2 separate regions of the Anas platyrhynchos genome follow, and region 2 is linked to region 1. Evidence: chromatin contacts called from public Hi-C data. All regions are on one chromosome and are shown on one strand. Each heading gives the region's core, a stretch centred on a gene start, on an enhancer-like site or on the middle of the called end of the contact. The rest is flanking DNA. Distances are from core to core; before and after follow the strand shown.

Region 1 (4,794 bases), core at 195-2,694:
AGCTGGGCCCTGCACGATAACACCCAAAATGAGCTCAGGCCTTTCTTTCCACACAGGTCTCAGAGCTGTGCCCCACTCTGTGCACACTGTGGGGAACACGGGCATCAGCCTGGTCCTGAAATTAACCTTAAACCCCAGCAACCCAACCAGAGTCTAGGGATATTTATACACAGGACAAGAGCAACACATGTCAAGACAAGATCTTCAGTATTCCTAAATCTTGCTGACGTATGAAACTATTTTGCTCACAAAGATACGTCAGAAATAGCTATTTTAGGTGTTAGCGTAATAACTTGGGTGCAGAACCACCATAAGGGAGGAGGGCACAAGGCTCCTGCATTGAATGAGTTGTTCTGGGCCCAGCTGTGATTTCTCTTAGTCTTATCTCCTGCTTAGTAGGGACATGAGCTCCTCCTGGCTCGTGCTGGTGCAGGAGGATGATATGCCACCTTTGTGTCTCCCCCTGAGTCTAGTTCAGCCCTGGGAGCACTTCCATGCCCAGAAAGTCTTTTCCTGGGGTTCATGAGAAAACCCGTAAGATGCTGTAGCCTGAGCTCTTTCAAAAGCAAGAATATGCTTTCCAGAAGTGCTTGGAGGAGATCCAGGAGAACAGCTTCTTTTGGAGGCAAGGAAATGACTGCAGCTACCCGTTCAGCCAAGGTGGGCAAGCTGAAACAAGTGGCTCCCTGGAGCCCCCCATCATCGCTCTCAGGAGAGCAGTTAGGACAAGATTTTGTTCTGCGTTGCGTGGGTGTCTCAAAGCAGGAAAAACACCCTGCAGCTTCCTTCCACTGCTGTACTATGCTGCTGCTAGTTAGGGACCGTCACAAGAGATTTCTCTTTATTTTATACAAAGACTTCCACAGAAGCTGTCTTCCAAAACCCTGGGAGTTAACCCGAGGGTGTTTTAACTGTGCATTTGTGAAATACTCTCTGGAGCACTTACTGGTGGTCCAGGAAGATGATCTGGCTTTTCAGGGGGCCTCAATCCACCTTAGTTTTCTGTACTCTGATATTTGAAATGTTTTAAGATGAAGCAGAATGAAGCTCAGTGCTCTTCTGAACTGTGGGTGTCACAGTGCCACAGGGGTTTCTTGTCTTCTGTAAATGTGCTCTGTGATCCTGTATTGCTGTTGGTCGTAAATAGATCATGATCTTTTCCCTGTGTTTAGGATTTACCAGGACTGAGCCTTGCCAATTTTGCTTTGTCTGAACTTTTCTTGCCCTGCCTGAGCTTTATTTTACTTGGTTTAGCCATGAGAGCAATTTCTCCAATTGTCCAGGTGTCTATGGCTAATTTGCTTCTCTTTCATTTATTTTTGTGTGTTATGACCATAGGAACAGCAGCAACAAGCAGCTGTTCTGTGAAGAATGAGATACAACTCTAACACAGTGATGTTGTGTAGAGAAATACAGGCCTGGTGTGATAGCAGAGACCTTGAGAAGCGCAGACACAGGAGCCTTGAGCAGATACAGGAGGCGGCGCAGAAGAGTGCTGGTGTGGGATGAGAAGAGACGAGGCACAGGCTGGTTCTGGAGACTTGCCCATGGTCGGTTAAAGAAATGCAGACCTGGAGCCGGACAAAACTAGAGGTAATAAAGAGAGAAAAGAAATACAGTCTGATGTACATACAGGGCATCATACCTAGTAAATTTGGATGCGAATGGATCTGTAGACTCCTGAAAAAAGAGAAAAGTGTAAAAGAATATCAGCAAGCACATGAAAATGACCCAAAGTGGATCTCAGAGTGAGGAAGAATAAACCAGTAACATAAGTTGTATTTTTAATTGTGTTATTACTATTTTTTGAAATATTTTCTGTACTATATATGGAAATTTTATTATTTATTTTTCTCTGATAATTAGATTAAGACAAATAGTGATTCTTGAGTTAGACCGTGAAGATTTCAGTTATACTAACAATAAGTTTTGGGGTATAGTTACATATATAGTGCGTTTCCTCTGCCCATGCACAACATTTTTATCGTAACAATTTGGAGGCTGAATTTTTTGGATGAAATGCAAATTTTTACGGAGTAGATGTTTCCACCCAAGTTAGATACCACAGATGCCCATTACTGTCAGCAGAGGCTATAATTTCATCTTAAAGTAGAAGTCTAAAAAAGGGTCAGATGAATCACTCTGTAGGACTACCCACATTTTTTTCCTGCTAATTTTACAGAGAACCCAGGCTGACTGGCTTAGACAGAATTGGTGAAAAGCTTCAGACATCTTGAAATTATATGAATCCACCCCAGATGTCCTCACTATTCTGACCGCATGATTTTGTGTGCAGACACAAGATACCCTTGAGATCCTGGAAACTCTTCTGAGAAGGATCCAGCGCTCACACTGTGCTGCTGCTAGGGCACAAGGGACACGCAGAAGGAGCTGACCAGGCAGCTGACAAGTGGGTTCAGGTCCCATTTGGGCAGCTAGGATCTCCCTAAGGTTTTCTCACCAGAGCATCAATGCATGCAGTTCCAGGGAAGGACGTGATACGTGTGGCTATGCTTTGACAATCATTTCCTAGCAGGTTGAAACCTTTTTTGCTGAATGTATCAGTATTAATTTATTTGGTGTGTCAGTATTTATTTATTTGGTTCATTTACTTTACCAAAGGGTTCCCTTTGTTGGTAAGATCTCCAGCTCTGGCTCTGATTCAGACTTTGCAGCACTTCTCTAGGACCTCTGGTGGGCCAGAAGGGGCTTATTTTTCATGCAGCATCTCCATGTGCCTCCTCAGAAGAAAGCAAGTGGAATAAAGACCCCTGCAGCAAACACAGATGAAGTAAACATTATTCAGCCCCGAGATCAGGCTTTGTGTCCTGCCACCATCCCCATCCCAAGAGATCTTCCATGTGCATTACTTTACGGGCAGACAGCAGGTTCCTCTGTGTTGGAGATGCTAGCGATGGAAAACAGCCCCGCTGCACCTCCTCTGCCAGTGCAACCAGGCAGGGAGAACCAAAAGTCCTTTTCTCCAAGAAAATTTATTTGCATGAAAAGGCAACTGTTCGCTGAAACAGGAAAACCTCTGACTTTTCCTTTGCTTTTTAATTTGAAATTGAAATTTGCAGCCATCTCACAATGCAGCCTGTGTTAATCAATTGTCCCACGTGTCGCCTTTAATTAAACAGACAACTGGAGTGAATTACAGCAGGGACAGCCACACAGGGAAATTTGGGTTGCAGATGATCGCGGGGCGACGCAGTGAACACTGGCAGGCAGGAGCGCTTGAGTCTGCCACTGTCTCAGCCACAAAGCCTCCTGTTTGATTTTGGACACATTCGAAGACTTGAATCTGTTCCTCTTCATGTATCCCTTGCCTACACAGGTCTTCAGGTGCTGCAGTGATGAAAGGCGATGCTGCAAAAACCCCAAAACACTGCAGCTATAGAAATGTTCTGTGTGCACAGATAAAGCGCGCTGAATCAGGTTTGTTTGTGGTTTACGGATAAATTGATCTCTACCCTGCTGAACGGGGGCATGTTCACTTAGTTCATCTTGCTTCAAAGAAAAGTTCCTTTGTGATGCCTGGGAATGCATTTTTGCTAGTGTTAGATCAGAAATTGGTTAGCAGTAAATACAAAAGAGTTGCCAATAGGAACAATTCGGCAATAAAAACTCTGCTTTGAGTCAGGACCACTTGTGAAGGTGATAGTAATGATGTGGTATTGCTGGTGTTTACAGATTATTGGACATCAGCCTGCAAATCCCAAAGGCTGGTGCGGATCCCTGAACAAACACTTATTCATCTAAAAACGCGTAACACTTCTTAGAACCATTTTTTATTCGCACTGAAAAACAGCATCTGTGGCTAAGCTCAACATCTTACTGAGCTGGCCAAAGCACAGGCAGTCCTTCCTGCCAAAAAGAGGTGGTTTGGCAGAAAAGGCAGAGGGGGACAGGACACCACGGGGATGGGGTTATCCACCCCTGAGCTACAGGGCAAGCCCAGGGACTAAGAGAACAGTGCTTTTGGCCATGATGCTGTCTCATCCAAATGATGACACAGATTTTGTGTGCTTTCAGGACAATCTGTTGGGGCCACCGTATGCACCCCAGGTCCTGGGACACCACCTTTATCTGTAAGGAGCTGGCACTGATGACCCACACTGAAGAAGAGCTGGATGAGCAGGGATTTTGCTTCATGCCATGTAAGCTGTAGAAACGTATTTAAAAATGCAGACTGAGAATGCCCTGAATCACACAATCACCCCCTTCCAGCCCTGCCTCTTCACCTTCCCACTGTACAGGATACACAGAGGAAGAGGAACACAGTGAAAGGCTCAATAGACGGTGATTTGGTGACTCACGTTTGCTGAATGGCTCAGAACCAGCTTTCCACGGGATTGCAGCACGTTAACTTCAGCCTGCTTTGCATCTAAGGCAGAGGCACTACGGTCCCTTCTTCTGCTTTGTGGCAGCAGCGCTTCCCGAGCCAAGTTTTGTGCTCTGTTAATCCAAGCGTATCGAGAGACAACTGCCTTTTGCTATTTGCAGCACATAAAAATCAATATGCCACTTACATATCCTCTCTGACTGTCATCCCAGACACTTCTGCTCTGCTATTACACGCAGACACGTTACCTCCTCCAAGCAGAACGCTGTCTATTTTCTGCATGAGTGAGAGAAACGCTCCAGCGTTATGGCCCCCCGTAAATTATAGGTGCGAGAAAAGGATTTATGAAGGATATAACAGGATGAGTGCCTTCTGAAAACAGAGGACTGGGCCCCATGAGCAAGGCTATTTTTTCTACGTCCGTGGCCCTGAGCTTTATATTCAGAGCC
Region 2 (4,379 bases), core at 1,372-3,871, 110 kb after region 1:
GTGGGCTACCTTTTCTGCACAGCTACAATGGAATTATCTGTTGTGGACACCATCTGGAAGCAAATTTCCAAGTGAACAGGAAACATGCCACTCCTGCTTGTTTTATGCTTGAAACCAGGAACTTCTCCAGAAGTTCCTTCAGCATGAAATAGCCAATAATCCTCCACACCTCCGCCCTGCTCGTGGCTGTACAGACCATGAGCTGAAAAGCAGCCAAAGTGGGTAAATTCACCTGCAGATTACCTAACCAGGATTATGGTAATCCTCTTTACGTCCAAATGGCTGTTGTTATTTGCATTTTGATTCTGGTTTCAAATCAGCTGCTTCATCTGTCTTGGCAAAAGCTTCTGCTGTGCTTTGTTTCCAAGGAAATATTTGGGTCAGACATAGCAACCAGAAGCTGCTGTTATTATTATTTAGCAAATAGCCCAAACCTTTGCTCTCCATCCAAGCATCCCTCTGACTTTGAAGAGTTTGGAAACCTAATCCCATATTGAAGCTTTACAAACAATCCCTCTCTTTATAATGGGCCAAGCCACAAAGCCAAATCCGATCATGCTGAACCTTCGCATTGCTCAATGCTTGATGTGAGCTCCAACTGCTGCAGCGTTTCCATCTCTGTTATTCGTTACTGCTGTTACTCCATAACTCCTTTTCCCTCTATGTATAGGAAAATGCATCAGACCAAAACTTATGAGGCTTTCTAGTACTGTTGATGGCGTTATTGCAGAACTGCATCCATTAGTTAGCCCGAGGCTTATTAGAAGCATCTGGAACGTTATCCATCATGGGTGTCAACAGAGACCTCTGAGATTTCACCCTTTTCCTCTCAGGCAAGACTTTTAATTTTCTTTTGGCTAAACAGCTTCAAAACACCTCTGCTTCATCTCTGGTCACACTATCACATACGAGGTAAACATACCCCATTTATATTCAAACTTTTGCTCGTTGGCTTGTTTTGTGTTTTGTTGTTTGCTTTTTCTTCCAGAACAGCACAATAAAAATTTAATGATCTTCTGCATATACAATAGACATATATGGAAATCTATGCTGCTTAAAAGTTAAGCACAAGAGTTCTCTGCATAACTAATTGCTGCAGAGGTTTACTCTACCCATAAAACAAGCCTCAGCATGGGGCAGCTATAACCGGGGGCAGGCACTTATCTTCTGCTGTCTGGGGAAGTGACACGCTTTCACCAACCTTAAATGTGAATCCAACCCCAGATACAGGCACGGGGGGGGGGGGGGGATTAAAAAACATAACCAGTGCCTGATTCCTACAAAAGTGCAAATTCTTGAGTCTTCCAACCATCTTGTTGCATGACTTTCTAGTTCTTCTGCCTTTCAGGCTTTTCTGCTGAAGGCGTCTAGTTTCCTATAGGCATCTATAATTCCTATAGATATTTTATAATGGCTTCTGGGAAGCTGTGACATTCCTTGCATTTATTTATTTATTTATTTATTTATTTATTTATTTATTTATTTATTTATTTTAATGAACCTCTTTGGGCTGTATGACTGCATCACCTGTTCTCCTAAGCAATATTCCTATAAGTAAGACCCAAATACCTATAAGTATTAGGTCAGAGGTTGGACTCGATGATCTTGAGGTCTCTTCCAACCTAGAAATTCTGTGATTCTGTGATTCTCTAGCCCTGTGGTCAAATGATACTGCTCAGGCTGTGTCCATATGGCTTGGTTCTTTCGCCCCAGCACAGAGTGGACTTTTCCATGCTGCCCATCAGGAACATCCTTTGGCCTGTGCTCTTCTGTAGACCACTTGGGCATTGCCTCATCTGTTTGCTGGCATGGGACAGCTGGATTGGATGGCTCGAGGCCAATCCAAAGTCAGTGAGAGGGAGCTCTCTTTGACAGAGGCCCTGAAGATGTCACAGCTGGGAAGAGAGATGGTCAGCAGAAAAGGGCTGACCCTTCTACACCTACCACATCATGCGGTGGCATTGGTTCGGGCTAATTCAGGACGATAAGTAAACATGGATCATCCAAACCTACTGCTGAAGAAAACTTCTCAGCCATAGCAGTTATCTATGGCTGCAAACTGTCAAGGGAAACAAAACAGCAATGCCACCTTCTCCAGCTCTTCCTATTTCCCTCTATCTCCTACATCCAGAGGGGGACATGTTCTAGCTCTTAATCAAGCCTTGATTATGCTGAAGCCTGAGCCACAATCTGTCTGATGCCTCCAACACTGATGAGAGAGGACCCAAAGCCCTCACCCTCATCTGTTTGGCTTCATGCATCACTGCAGCAGTTGCCTATGCGACCTCCAGGCCATGAAGTTAGCAAGGACATTTAGTTTTGTTCATGATACAGCCAAATCATCATCTCTCCCTGTCTCCCTCTGAGCTAAACTAGCAGCATCACTAAGCTAAATGAGTTTAAATACAAAGCTTTTTTGACACTGTGATGGGGCAGACTGGAATCTGGCTAGCAATAAACTTTATCTCCCTTTGTAACAATGCCTCAGCTCTGCTTAGTCAATGATTCAGATGGTGTCAAGGGTTTGTTTCCCTGGAACAATGTGTCTCTGCCCTGGAACAAGGCTTTCTTAGGATGGGAGGGGTGCTGAGAATGGAAGGGGGGTTGGCTCTGGGGTAGAGGGCTGGCAGAGTTCAAGGGACTGCAGAGAAGTGATGCTCTGATACAGCCCCCTCTCTACTGCAAAGTACTGTTAAGTTGCTTCAGAACAGGGATTTTTCTGTATCTTTTTTTTCTTGCTGGGAGCTCCTTTAGCATCAGCACAGATGTCCACTCAAGGGAATTGCTTGCTTTTCCCCCTTTTTTTTTTTTTTCTTTTTTTTTCCTTTTTCTGCCAGACAATGAAATAACAGGGGATAGCACTCCCATCCTTCACTGGATGTTTACAACAAGCCAGTTCCAGCTAAATAAACTCCGGAGGAGACATGTATATTTTACAAACCCTCAGAAACAAAGGCTGCTGATAACGACTCACAAAAACCTTGCTGGAGACCATGCCCCGTGGCCAGGGAGTGGTGACTGCATTCAGTGCTCAGCTCCTGGACGAGTACAGCCCAGTTCTGGCAGAATTGCAGATGAAAGGTGCTTCACCCTCTAAAGAGAGTCGCTAAAGTAGGTGCTGAGAAGCCTCAAGGCTTTGCACAGGGATGTTAGGAGGTCCCTGGAAGATCACAAAGTTGGGTACAGATCCAAGGTGACCTTTCTTACCGCATCCTTGATTGCTTAGGTACGGTGATGCCTGCATCCCAGTCCAACAATTCCCATGCCCACACACAATCATCAGCTTTGAAGGGACAAGATATTGCTTTGCATGAGCAGGAAATAAAATGAATTCACTTGGGTGCAGAGTCCAAACCCCTGTCACACAGAATTTACAAATTAACACTTTTACCCTCTTTCTATGTTTTTTTTTTCCACATTGGTTTTGGTAAAATCTGAAGATGGAAGCCATCTGAAATATAACCATGCTGCTTACAGCTGTGATTTGCAGAAAGAACCTCTCATTTATGCATCTGGGCGGGAATTTTATTATTTATATCAGGATATGAGCACTCTGGATGGTCATTGTGATGGCAGGCTGAGAATCACAAAGCATGAGGACCCCCTGGCCTTGCCATGTCCAGTTTCTCTCTGGTTTTCCCCTTCAAGGTTGTTCTTGTCTATCCCATGCATCTCCATGCCTGTCTGTTGTGCTTGACCACATTCCTCCTAAGTGATTTCTGACCAGTTTCTCCTCCATCCCACCTTCCCAAGTCCCCATCCTCACCAGTTGCCAGTGGACATGGAAATGAGCGATGGTAATGGGCAACCTTCAGCCAGGCAGGGCAAGGCTGCCCCTGTGAAACACCCAGTTCCTTCCCCCTCCTTCCTACTGGGACCAGTAAAGGGATAAATCAACTGTTCTTCCCCTTCTGTCCTCACTAATGAAGAGGGACAAACCCATAGCTTATCTCCTGTGATTCTGGGATGATTTATCAACCACAAACTCCAACGCTGCCCTACGTGGAGCTAAGTGGGAGACCCAGCTCACCATGCAGGCACCACCACCTGGGGCTGAGCATCCCTTTAATCACAGCTGAGGGCATTCCCTCTCCCCAGAGGAAGGAGCCGGGGTGTTTTTCAAGCGTCATGCTTCATTAAGTGTTTTTATAGCATTACTTTGCAGCTGCAGGGCCAGGGCAAGCGGGGGGCTGCCGCTCTGACTCGCTCATTAGCGCGAGGGCTCGTACACACTTGGCTTGATGAGACCAGCAATCGTCTGAGCAGGAAAGAAAAAAAAAACAACAACACACAGGATGGCAGAAAATCAGGAGTGGTTGTGATAAGTCTGGCGTGTGGGGAGTCCTCTGAACTGTCTGTCATCCTCAGACACTCACCAC

What was found. A called contact is a pair of places that touch in the nucleus more often than the background predicts.
Region 2: a Hi-C map of skeletal muscle shows a contact between it and region 1, with 6 times the contacts expected there. The contact joins two enhancer-like sites. A contact is called at or near these places in 5 of 8 Hi-C or Micro-C datasets (F1 follicle, liver, skeletal muscle and 1 more).

The regions. Positions count from the first base shown.
Region 1 is chr1:204,328,112-204,332,905 of IASCAAS_PekinDuck_T2T, forward strand. No RefSeq gene overlaps it. Among named protein-coding and RNA genes, the nearest start is that of ACER3, 12 kb to the left of the region's middle. Within about 2 kb of position 1,445, at least 3 of the 8 cell types and tissues checked have an H3K27ac peak or open chromatin away from gene starts, as enhancers often do.
Region 2 is chr1:204,437,555-204,441,933 of IASCAAS_PekinDuck_T2T, forward strand. No RefSeq gene overlaps it. Among named protein-coding and RNA genes, the nearest start is that of GUCY2F, 13 kb to the right of the region's middle. Within about 2 kb of position 2,622, at least 1 of the 8 cell types and tissues checked has an H3K27ac peak or open chromatin away from gene starts, as enhancers often do.